2 separate regions of the Acanthopagrus latus genome follow, and region 1 is linked to region 2. Evidence: chromatin contacts called from public Hi-C data. All regions are on one chromosome and are shown on one strand. The core of a region is the stretch at or near the end of the contact, and the rest is flanking DNA. Distances in the headings are between cores, read along the strand shown.

Region 1 (5,112 bases), core at 133-2,632, 220 kb before region 2:
TTGGTAGACGAATAACTGCCCCAAATGTACTGTTCATTCACCTCATTAATTTCTCCCTTATTTCCTGTCTCCCTCTGCTGTAAAACAGCGGCAAAAAATGCCATTGAAAAATCCTAAAGTAAGAAATGTGAATGTTACACATGGACCTGACTCTAAGAAGCTTTTTAATCATTTAGTCTTTAATGTTAGTGGCTTTTGGTTTGTCTTTGTACTACTAAAACTGACAAGCTCACCAGTTTGATAGCCTGTTCACACTGAGCTACAATGACAACCAGCGCAAAACGTGTTTATCCTCAATCAACTTGACAGCTCTAACTGATTTCTATCCCTTGCCAAGTAATGAAACACTTGGTGTATATTGTGCTGGAGAGAAAGTACAATGCTGCCACAAGAACTGGCAGATCTGCGAATAAGTTATAATTATTTTGATCATTAGCTGTGTTTTATAGAGCCATGAGCAGATATATTGAGTCAAAACAACTTTCTGTTGTTGACTTGGGCAATCCCAAGAAACTTGAGAAACCTTTAAGAAATTTGGGAATATCTTCTGGAGTAAAATTAGCATGACAAGGGGAAACAATAGTCCCATGATGGTGTCTCTTTCTTAACCCCAACACGGATCTCTGACCTTCACTACTCTAAAAAAAAATGAAAGCACATTTCGTTTTGTTGTAAGCCAAAATAAAATCTGGTACTCTAATACAAGAGTGTACCGCATTCCTCAAAACAAATACACATGTATGGTATATGATTGTATCAGATGACCATTCACTATCACCATAACTGTTGGCTTGATAAAGATATACTATCACATGAATTAATTCCTGCTCCTTCCAGTGTGTAATAATTGTAGTAGTTGCCACCTGCAAACATACTTGGGGTGCAAGAGGAGAAGCTTTAACTTGGAGACACGCCGCTTGTTTCTTCTATCACTGAGAGGAGGCTGGTTAGTTAACCGACAGCTCTACATTAGTTTGGCATTGAATGATTTACAGGCAGTACAAATAGCGAACGACCTGTGACCATCGAAAATTTGCTATATTCAACACTAATTGTCTGTCTAATCATTCGGCTAATAAATGTTAGCTGACTGGCGTTATGCTAGGCTAACGTTAGCAGTCTTAACAAAGTTGGCTTCACGAACACTACACAAGCTTATTGAGTATAAAATATACATGGACACATTTACACAGTGAGCTACTAAGAATGAAAAATCAAACTTACACCACACCGTCTAACTGCGTCATTTCTGTGTCTTTATTCGTGTTCCTGACAGCTGCAGGGGAACTCACGTTGCGGATCTTAACACGTGAAACTTAGCACCGGAAGACAACATTGGTGGAGTTCTTCTTCTTCGGTGGAGTGGTGGTTGATATCCTGCTTCAGGTAAGTTGCCGCCATCTAGTGTCAACACTTCACAACAAAAATTGTCCACTAGGGGAGCTACAGGCTAAAATACCACAGAGGTTGAAACGTTGTCACGTGTCCGAGCAAGTCGGGACTCCACTCGATACGAGAGTCTCAAAAGGGTGTCGTCATGTCCAGGAATGAGGAGGAAAGTCAGACTGCTAAGTTATGAGCACATATTTATATATTTCTTTGGTTATATATGTTGTAATAAAATGAGCACTATGTAGTTTTGGGGAATACATTTAAAGCAGAATAGAAAGATTTGCATTGACTGATTGATTTTGTTTTTAAATGAAACGACTTGATGGAGCAGGAGCTGGGGACAGGGTCCAATGTGGGATGCTGGGATGCAGCTGTAGATGGAGGACAAACCACCACAGCTTGCGCTCAGCTTAGCCTCTGACAACTTATGAAACACCTGCTCTAACTGCTACACAAAAACAAGAATTTACTGCTCTCATGGCCAGACGTACCATTGTGCTGCAGTAGAACTTTGCCAGGAGTCCTTCTTTTTCTCAGCGGTTTTGAGAGGTCATGTTGTTTGTCTCAAACTTGAGAAGATGCATGTTTTCACATATGGCAGCCCTTTAAAACCCACTGCAGCGTCAGGCACTGTTTGCCTTCCTGATTGACCCAAGTATGTACCTGCCATTTAGCTATGGTTGTTTGGTTTTTATCTTCTCTTCTCTTGTCCATCTGCTTGTGAGGGTGTGTGTGTGTGTGTGTGTGTGTGTGTGTGTGTGTGTGTGTGTGTGTGTGTGTGTGTGTGTGTTGGGGTCTATAACATACATAGATGTATAAAAGGCTAACTCCTGTTTTTTGTCTCATTTCTATATCACTCAGTTGTTTTACTGATTCAATCGTGTTTTTGTAGATAACCCTAAATCTTTATTCTACATTTGTAATTTAATTTGTAATTTTATATATATATATATATATATATATATATATATATATATATATATATATATATATATATATCAAAAGAACCCTATTAAGTAATCAGACTCTCTCTGTTTGACTTTGTTTATATGTGGCAGACCCTGCCACCTGTCTAGCTTCAAACAATGTTCTTGGACTGTAATTTACTGAACGACTAGTTTATTCAAGTTTGATTGTTTGATTTTGTAAATATTCAAATTCTGGGTTAGAATTTTTCTTTCAAACTACATAGTGCCCTTTTAACATCTTTTGCTCTGTTGCAATCACTCATACATGCATGCGCACACAGGTTTCATTTATTTGTGTTTATTTATAATATTTAAACTGGATGTTTGACCAGAATGCACCATCAACAGTGCAGGCTTCACACCTTACCTCCTCGGTCCAGGAGATAGGGAGAAGTGGGGCTATTAGTGGAACTGATTGTGTTGAATACAAGGTCAGTCTAAAAACATTTTATGTTTACTGACATCACTTATTCCTGAGGTAATCTGATTTTTGTATGCGTGATCATAATGAACAGGTCTACAGAAATGGATGACAGCCTTTTCACTTTAGTTAAATCATTTGATTACTTACAAATATATATGTTTTATCTAGACATAAACTGCACTTTATCAGTTTTACACTATAAAAGATTTCTTGGGTCATGTGTGCAATCTGCACATCAAAGTTTTCAGTCACATGAGAACTGCTGCCACTCTTCAGTGTGTGAGAGAATGAGATTTAGCTCTATCATTTGATGAACAGAAAAATAACTAATTCTGCAGCATCTGTCAAATTCTTCTCGAGTGGATCATGTCATGCATGCATGAGTGAAAGCATAAGAAACCCAATGATGACATAGATTTCCATGTTTAACATTTGGATGTTTGCCTTTGTGCTTCCTCTCATATTGTTGTTTGTTTTCTCTTTGCATTTTGATAGACACCTCGTGTTTCTGTGTGTCTGTGGATGTCTGTGGATGTAACTGTGTCAGTACACTCACTGTCCATCAGGTGGTGGCAGCTTCTAGCACATGACAATAAAATGCAGCAGGACAGTGTTGTTCTATGATGAGTGGTGACCTCTCCTGAAAACGTTCTGATAACTGTTGGATGGTAACTCCATTAGTGTTGAGGCGACAGATTTCCTGCCTGTCCTCTCCACCTCCAGTGGTATTGTCAGTGGTAGAAAGTAACTTAGTACTCGACCTTTGTACTCTAGTACAATTTTGAGGTAACTGTACCATCATTTTACTGTATGCTACTGTGTACTTCTCTCCACCATATTTCAGTTGCAGATTTAACTTTTTAATCCTCTACCCTTGTTTGACAGTTACATTTACTAATTTTAAGATCAAGGTTTCATAACAAAATACATGCTCAGGTCAATATGATGAATTATAAATGAAATGTTGTTATTGTAAGTACCCAGAAGTGTATACAGTACTTAAAGGGGAACTATACAGTTTATGAGGTATTAATACAAACCCAGAAATCTATTTTTTTCCCGTAGTCCCACAGTTTGAAGCTAGAAAGTTTGAAGTTAGAAAGGTGGCAGGTTCCACCACATAAAGACCAAGCAAAACATTATGAAATTGTGTCCTTTAAAGTGATTATGAGCAACTTTTCTGTGTTCATGAAACAGTCTGGTGATTCCTCTGATGATTATAAATGATCTGTAACAGCAAACGAGACCATCAGTGAACAGACTGCTGTTTGCGAGCACAGGCATTAATAACTATATATAGTTATTAATGGCTGTGTTTGGATCTGATCACATATAAATACATTACCTCATCACGATCCATCCTGCGGTGTCACTCTCGTCCAAAACAAGTGCTAGTGCAGCTGACGTGCTAACAACATTCTTTACAACAGCAGGTGCTGGTGTCGTAGAATCAACAAAAACTTGATTAAAGGTCCTTGTAGTTACTTTAAGGTCAGTATGTTTATTCAGTTTATTCAGTAATGATATCAAAGAGAGTTAGTTTGTTTAGTTTGTTGTTAGTCCGTCCACTACAGTGAGCTCCTTTAAAGTTGGCTCTATTTTGAACAGCTAGAGCAAACAATGTTGTGTACATAGTAATGTGTGAGTGATAATAATCCAGTGATATTATTTGACACGGAAAGGAGTCATTCTGCTGCATGATGAGTTTTTAAAAAAAAAAAATAGAATTCAGAATTGAGCAAAAATCACAGTTTTGACTGTGTGTGGTTGTGTGTACTGTGGTGCAAAGAAATTAGCATGCTAACCAGCTAGCCCTGACCCGTCCTAGTCCAAATTTCCTGGACAAGTGCTGTAAACACCATCGTTTCCCTGGTGATCCGTGCTCCTGGTCCAGGTGGCTAGCTGCATAGCTTACCGAGCTAACTTGCTAATGGCAGCTTTAGTTAGCAGCAGTTAGTGGTTACACTAGAGATATGCTTCCCCCTATTAGTTTTCAGGATAATTCTGAGAGATGGAGAATTCTTACACCTTTTGTGCCTTTGAAGTGCAGTTTACTGCTGCCATTACTTCTGTACCTCTACTTAAGAGTTTGTCAAGATACTTTAAGGTTTGGAATTCAAGGCTTTTAAGTGGACTAATATTACCCTGAGATATTGATCTGAATACTAGTTCAAAACTGAGTTGAAAGAACGTATCTCCATTGTGGTGAAAGGGTATTTTTCTTTGGAGCAGAAAGTGAAACGTTCCATCATTTATGTTCAGTTGAACCAGGGATTCCCCTGAGCCAATGTCAACAGACATTCCTCTTCGTTTTGTTTCAGCCACTTA
Region 2 (4,920 bases), core at 394-2,893:
TCCTGTGTTTGATGCGTGGTGCTTTCTCTGCATCAAAAAAGTGGGCCTGGTCCCCATACAGTTTGCTAAACACAAACAGGAGAAAAAAAAAACTTCAATTCAATTCATGGGCTTAAAACAGCGGTCAACAGCAGTGAGGAAGATGACTGACCTATAGACAGATTCTCCACCACGTCCAGTCCCAGTGGGATCTCCAGTCTGCATGATGAAGTCTCTCTGAAGAGGAGACAAACACATTGTTATAACAAGTGTCCAACTTCTAAGATAGACTGATAAATAAGGGAGGACAGTATCTTCACCATAATTAACAGCACACATCACATAATCCACATCATTTTAGTGACAATAATTTGAATTTCTTATTTTATGATCGTATGGAAAGATGAGAAACAAAAAAAAATGTTTATGTATACAACTCTGTCGAACAGATTAAGACATGTATACTATGGCCTTCAAAACTTCCATACAGGCAAAGAGTAACTGTCTTTGTACACATGAATCATTGTTAGGTTCAACAATTTAAGTAACACTGCAGATGATCAATGTGGTTACTCTGGTTTGCACTTAAGGTAAAACTTTTCTTTTTAACTGATAACCGATAATGTAATAATCATTTTATTTTCAAGAAGTTTCTAAGAAAGGTTTATGCAAACCTGTGAATAAAAAGGGCTAATATGCAGCAAATGGTGCAAATAGATGATTTCATATTTCATTTTCTTCTTCCCCTTTTTTGTTCTCTCATGTGCTCATTGGTGGATTAAAAAACAACTTTTAAGGGGCCAACAGCCACCTTCTGTATAGGAGTTTTTAAATGCTTTGCTAGTCAAGTCAGTGAAAGCAATTTAGCTTCATAAAAGTGGCTATTTATCAGATAGAACAATGTCAGTGATGCCAATAAATACAAGTTGCTTTTATCGGTCTGATCTTGTTCGTGTGACCCAAAGCAGTGGTGTTTTTTATTATTGATACACGGAACACAATCACTGTCCCATTAACTTCATAGCAGCAGTCTAGTTTATCTTTATCCTTTTTTTCACCTTCATAGGCAAATTGAGGCAGCTCTGTGACCATGTCGCCCCCCACAGGCAAGTCAGCAGGAGCCTCCGCCGTGTTTCAGCTGATAATATCGGACACAGATTCAGAGTTGTTACAGAAGTTTGCATGGGACCCTTTAGTTTTACCTGAACATTGTGGATGAGGCAGTAGTTGTAATACTTTATCTTGCATAATTTCAGAAAGTTTAAGCAAGCTGCAAAAGAAGAGCACACAGATTAATACACAGTCCTTATACATAATAACACAGCCTCTATTTAGCATTAAGAACTTAAAGATAAACAGAAGTGTGTGATGGTTTATCAATATTCCATTGTCGTTATTATTAGTAAGTCAACTAACTAACGTAAGCTATTTGATGATATTAACATGAACAAATGAATAGGAGGCAAGCAAGCTAACAGCCTTAGCTAGCAATCACTTATTCTGTAACTTAGCTTGTCGATAGCTAACTCAACTAGCGACCAGTTAACGAAATTAGACGCCGTTATGTGGATATTGCTTGTGTTTCTTACTTTTAGGCCGTTCTTCTGTAAACAAATCAATAACAATATCGCCCAGCGTCGTTTCAAGGAGCACCGCCATGCTGACGTTCCTATTCTCGCGAGAGAGGCGCACGTTCGCGTACTAACGTTGCATCCGCCTTGCTCAATGTATTTGTTGTAGCTGTCCCGCTGCTGAGAGGAGTCAAGTCAAGATGAAAACCACAGGGCTAGCAGTTTGTCTTGTGTTTGTTCTCTCTGCTTCAGTAACCTGCACAGATTCGCCACCTAGGCAACTAAATACGGTAAGACGGAAAGCGGAAAATGTCAACATTTGCGAACCTGATGATGTTGATGTTAGCCTGGCGTTAGCTTACTCGTCGTCCAGCTACTAGCAGACATTGTGGCCACCTCTGTTTGGGTATGTTCCTTATATTTGTACATTTTGATCTCCACAGGAAAACATCCTGATTAACGTGACAGCAGGGACATTGGCTGATACACAGTTACAGGATGCCAACAACTTGCAGGTAACGTTACGCAATATAATCCCATGTAACAAAGGTGTGTGTGTGTTTTTTTTTTTTAAACGACCAGTAGCTAACGCTAAGCCATATTGTTGTTCTTTCGTCTTACAGATTAATTTAAACATATCGGTGGGTGAAGAGCAGGTGCTGGTCAATGACATCCCAGTGGAGCTGTCAGGGGTCACCAGGTTCAACTGTCAAGCTCTCCTCTGTGAGTTTTTCTCGCATCACCTGGATCTTCACCGGTTCTGATTAATCCAAGTAGTTCATAATCACAGAAATAAGAAGAAAGTATTATTCTAAATCTGGGGAAAATATATTTTTTTCCGGTTAAGATCAATTATTGTGTTCACTAAATTTAAGAATGAATTTTCCTTTCTTTACATCATGCCATTATATTGTCAGTGGAATGTGAAATTCCTTCATCAAAAACACGCAATAGATGAATCAATAATGACAATAGTAGTTTCTGTGGCACCAGTGAAGACCTCTAACTCTACAATATATGGTCTTTCTGTTGACCATCTTTTGTTGTTCTTTAATTCTTTCTTTCTTAGTGTTTTTAGCACACCAAATCTACATCAAAAATAACTTTTGACTATGTATGTAGCACATTAACAGCCCCTGCTCGGGTTAGAAGTGTGGAAACTCCCATAGCGTCTGAAGTAAAGTCACAAGTAAAAGCAATTGGAGTATAGATTTATGTTTTCAAATTGTCAAGTCTCTTCGATTTTTACAATGATTAAAGATCAACAAACATAGCAAATGTGTTGCATTTATTTGATAAATGACTTGATTGTCAGAATTGTTATTGATTAAGGTAATACGCTAATTGATGGATTAATTAGCTAATAATGGGAGAACTTAAGTAAAATCACTTAAGTTACAACATAACATGATATTATGCAAATATCATCGGCTTATTAATAAACTGATTGTATTTTTACAGTAGACAGCATCAATGGAAGCAGTGACTTTGAATCCGGGGACTTGGTGACCACTGTCACCCGAGTGATGGTGAGCCAGAACCGATTATACAGCGATTCAGAGGAGGTGGTGGCTCTGCAGGTGTTTAGTGAGGTCATAGAGTTGGAGGGCAAAGAGGTAAATATCTCTTGAATCTTATGGGTCACTTCTAGGTCTTAACTGTTAAATCTTAATTTTGTCACAGGATCAGACATTGAGGAAGTGAATTCCCAAGTCTTTTGTGCATATATTTTGAAGCTGCAGTCTGTTCCCCTTTAGGAACTCTTAGCCATGATAATAAGAGAGAATTTGCCCACAGAACTGTGTTTGTTCTTTTAGGGACTATCTCAAAACCTACAACACTTATCAATAATATTAAATATGAAGTATATCATTTCTGCTACAAGGGTTCTCTCAATCAAAACAAAACACATGACTCTGATATGGTATCATAGGAAATGTTTTAATTGTTTAACAACGCTACTGCTGAGGAAAATGTACCAACGTGACTCAGGCAAAAGTGTTCACAGATGAGACAGTGTTTTATAGCTTTATTTATGTCCAAAGCTGGGTCCGTGGGCTAACGTTGGATCAAAGGTCTATGTTGGATCCTTCATCATCAGTTTTTTTTCATAATATGAGTTAAATTAACAGATCAATTGAACTTGGGATCCTAGTTCAGAAGCCCTGAGAGTCAAGTGAAAAAAAATGTTAGGAACTTCGAAAGATCTTCCTGGCAAAGCATTTTTGCTGCTTCTGTTCTTGGAAATAATCGCAAGAGGATAAACAATTCAGATCATACTTAAAAAAGGCTTTCTGATTCTTGCCTTTTAGGGCTGCCGTATACTATCATTTTGCATCTTTACACACTGGATGTGTGCCTTTGGCCCGTGGTCCATCACTGAGTTATAGTTCTGTCATAATATTCCCATGTTGTTTAAATGTGATACTGATCAGTTTGTAGTTTTAATAAAGCATTCTGAATGAAAGATAAAACATGTAACTTTTTGCATGATATTGTCTAAAAACAACTAGACCTTTGTTATAGATTTTGTTGAGTTGCAGTGTTTCCCACAGAATCTGACTCTAACTGTGGAGGTGGCTGTCCAGCTGGGGTGCCACTGAGCATGCGTGCTCTGGACTTTAGATGACCGAGTCGGCTAACCTCCGGTTTAGCATTGAGCTAACTCGGCTGGGGATAAAATGTAGCTTGGCAGCTATTCTAGACTCTCCAAATATTATTGGACTGAATCGCCCAAATTCTGACAGTAAAACGTGTCAGCGGGGTTGTTTGGCTTTTATTACCGTTTTACAGATGTGTCTTTCACAATGTTAGCTTGTGGGAAAAAGTCCCCAGTGCATCGCATAATGATGTAATTACTCATGTTGGCCAAGCCAAAACTGACTTCTAGACCCAGCGCTCTTTGTGGAGGCTGGATCTGGACGATGTGGCCAGCCGTCTTCTTTGCAGAGGAAGTTATGGTCAACCCAGCTGCGTTAAATAGTCCTCCTCCTCTTCTTCGTTGGTTTTACCGGCAGACTATAAACCACACCGCCAGTAGTAAATAACATCATGCTATTCACTGACGGGTGTGCTGCCTTTAGTGAGTGAGAACGGGACGTGCAGCTCCAGAAATAGAAAATCGGTATGTGGCGGCAAATGTTGATATTGTGGCAGACCACCACAAACAAATGAATGTGTGGGAAACACTGAGTTGCGTACTTGCGCGTTAGGGTTATTATTATTATTGTTATTATTATTATTATTATTATTACTCAAGGTAATGGTGTATTTCATTTGGTCGCTTGTTGCTTTAACTTCTGGTGAAACATAAGATGATACATTAGGAAGTAAAGAGGGAAGGAAACGTTTGTTATTTCGAGTCACATGG

The links. A called contact is a pair of places that touch in the nucleus more often than the background predicts.
Region 1: a contact with region 2 is called in a Hi-C map of muscle, with 5 times the contacts expected there. The contact joins the promoter of rpf2 here to the promoter of ginm1 in region 2. A contact is called at or near these places in 2 of 4 Hi-C or Micro-C datasets (both in muscle).

What each region holds. Positions count from the first base shown.
Region 1 is chr22:776,795-781,906 of fAcaLat1.1, reverse strand. It overlaps rpf2 (ribosome production factor 2 homolog), which reads right to left and starts at 1,382. Exons shown (of 10, transcript XM_037085690.1): 1 at 1,225-1,382. The coding sequence starts at 1,247.
Region 2 is chr22:554,129-559,048 of fAcaLat1.1, reverse strand. It overlaps ginm1 (glycoprotein integral membrane protein 1), which reads left to right and starts at 1,643. Exons shown (of 8, transcript XM_037086126.1): 1 at 1,643-1,840; 2 at 1,994-2,065; 3 at 2,174-2,273; 4 at 3,015-3,166. The coding sequence starts at 1,751. ppil4 (peptidyl-prolyl cis-trans isomerase-like 4) reads right to left here and starts at 1,729. Exons shown (of 13, transcript XM_037086122.1): 1 at 1,569-1,729; 2 at 1,182-1,249; 3 at 152-216; 4 at 1-65. The coding sequence starts at 1,638.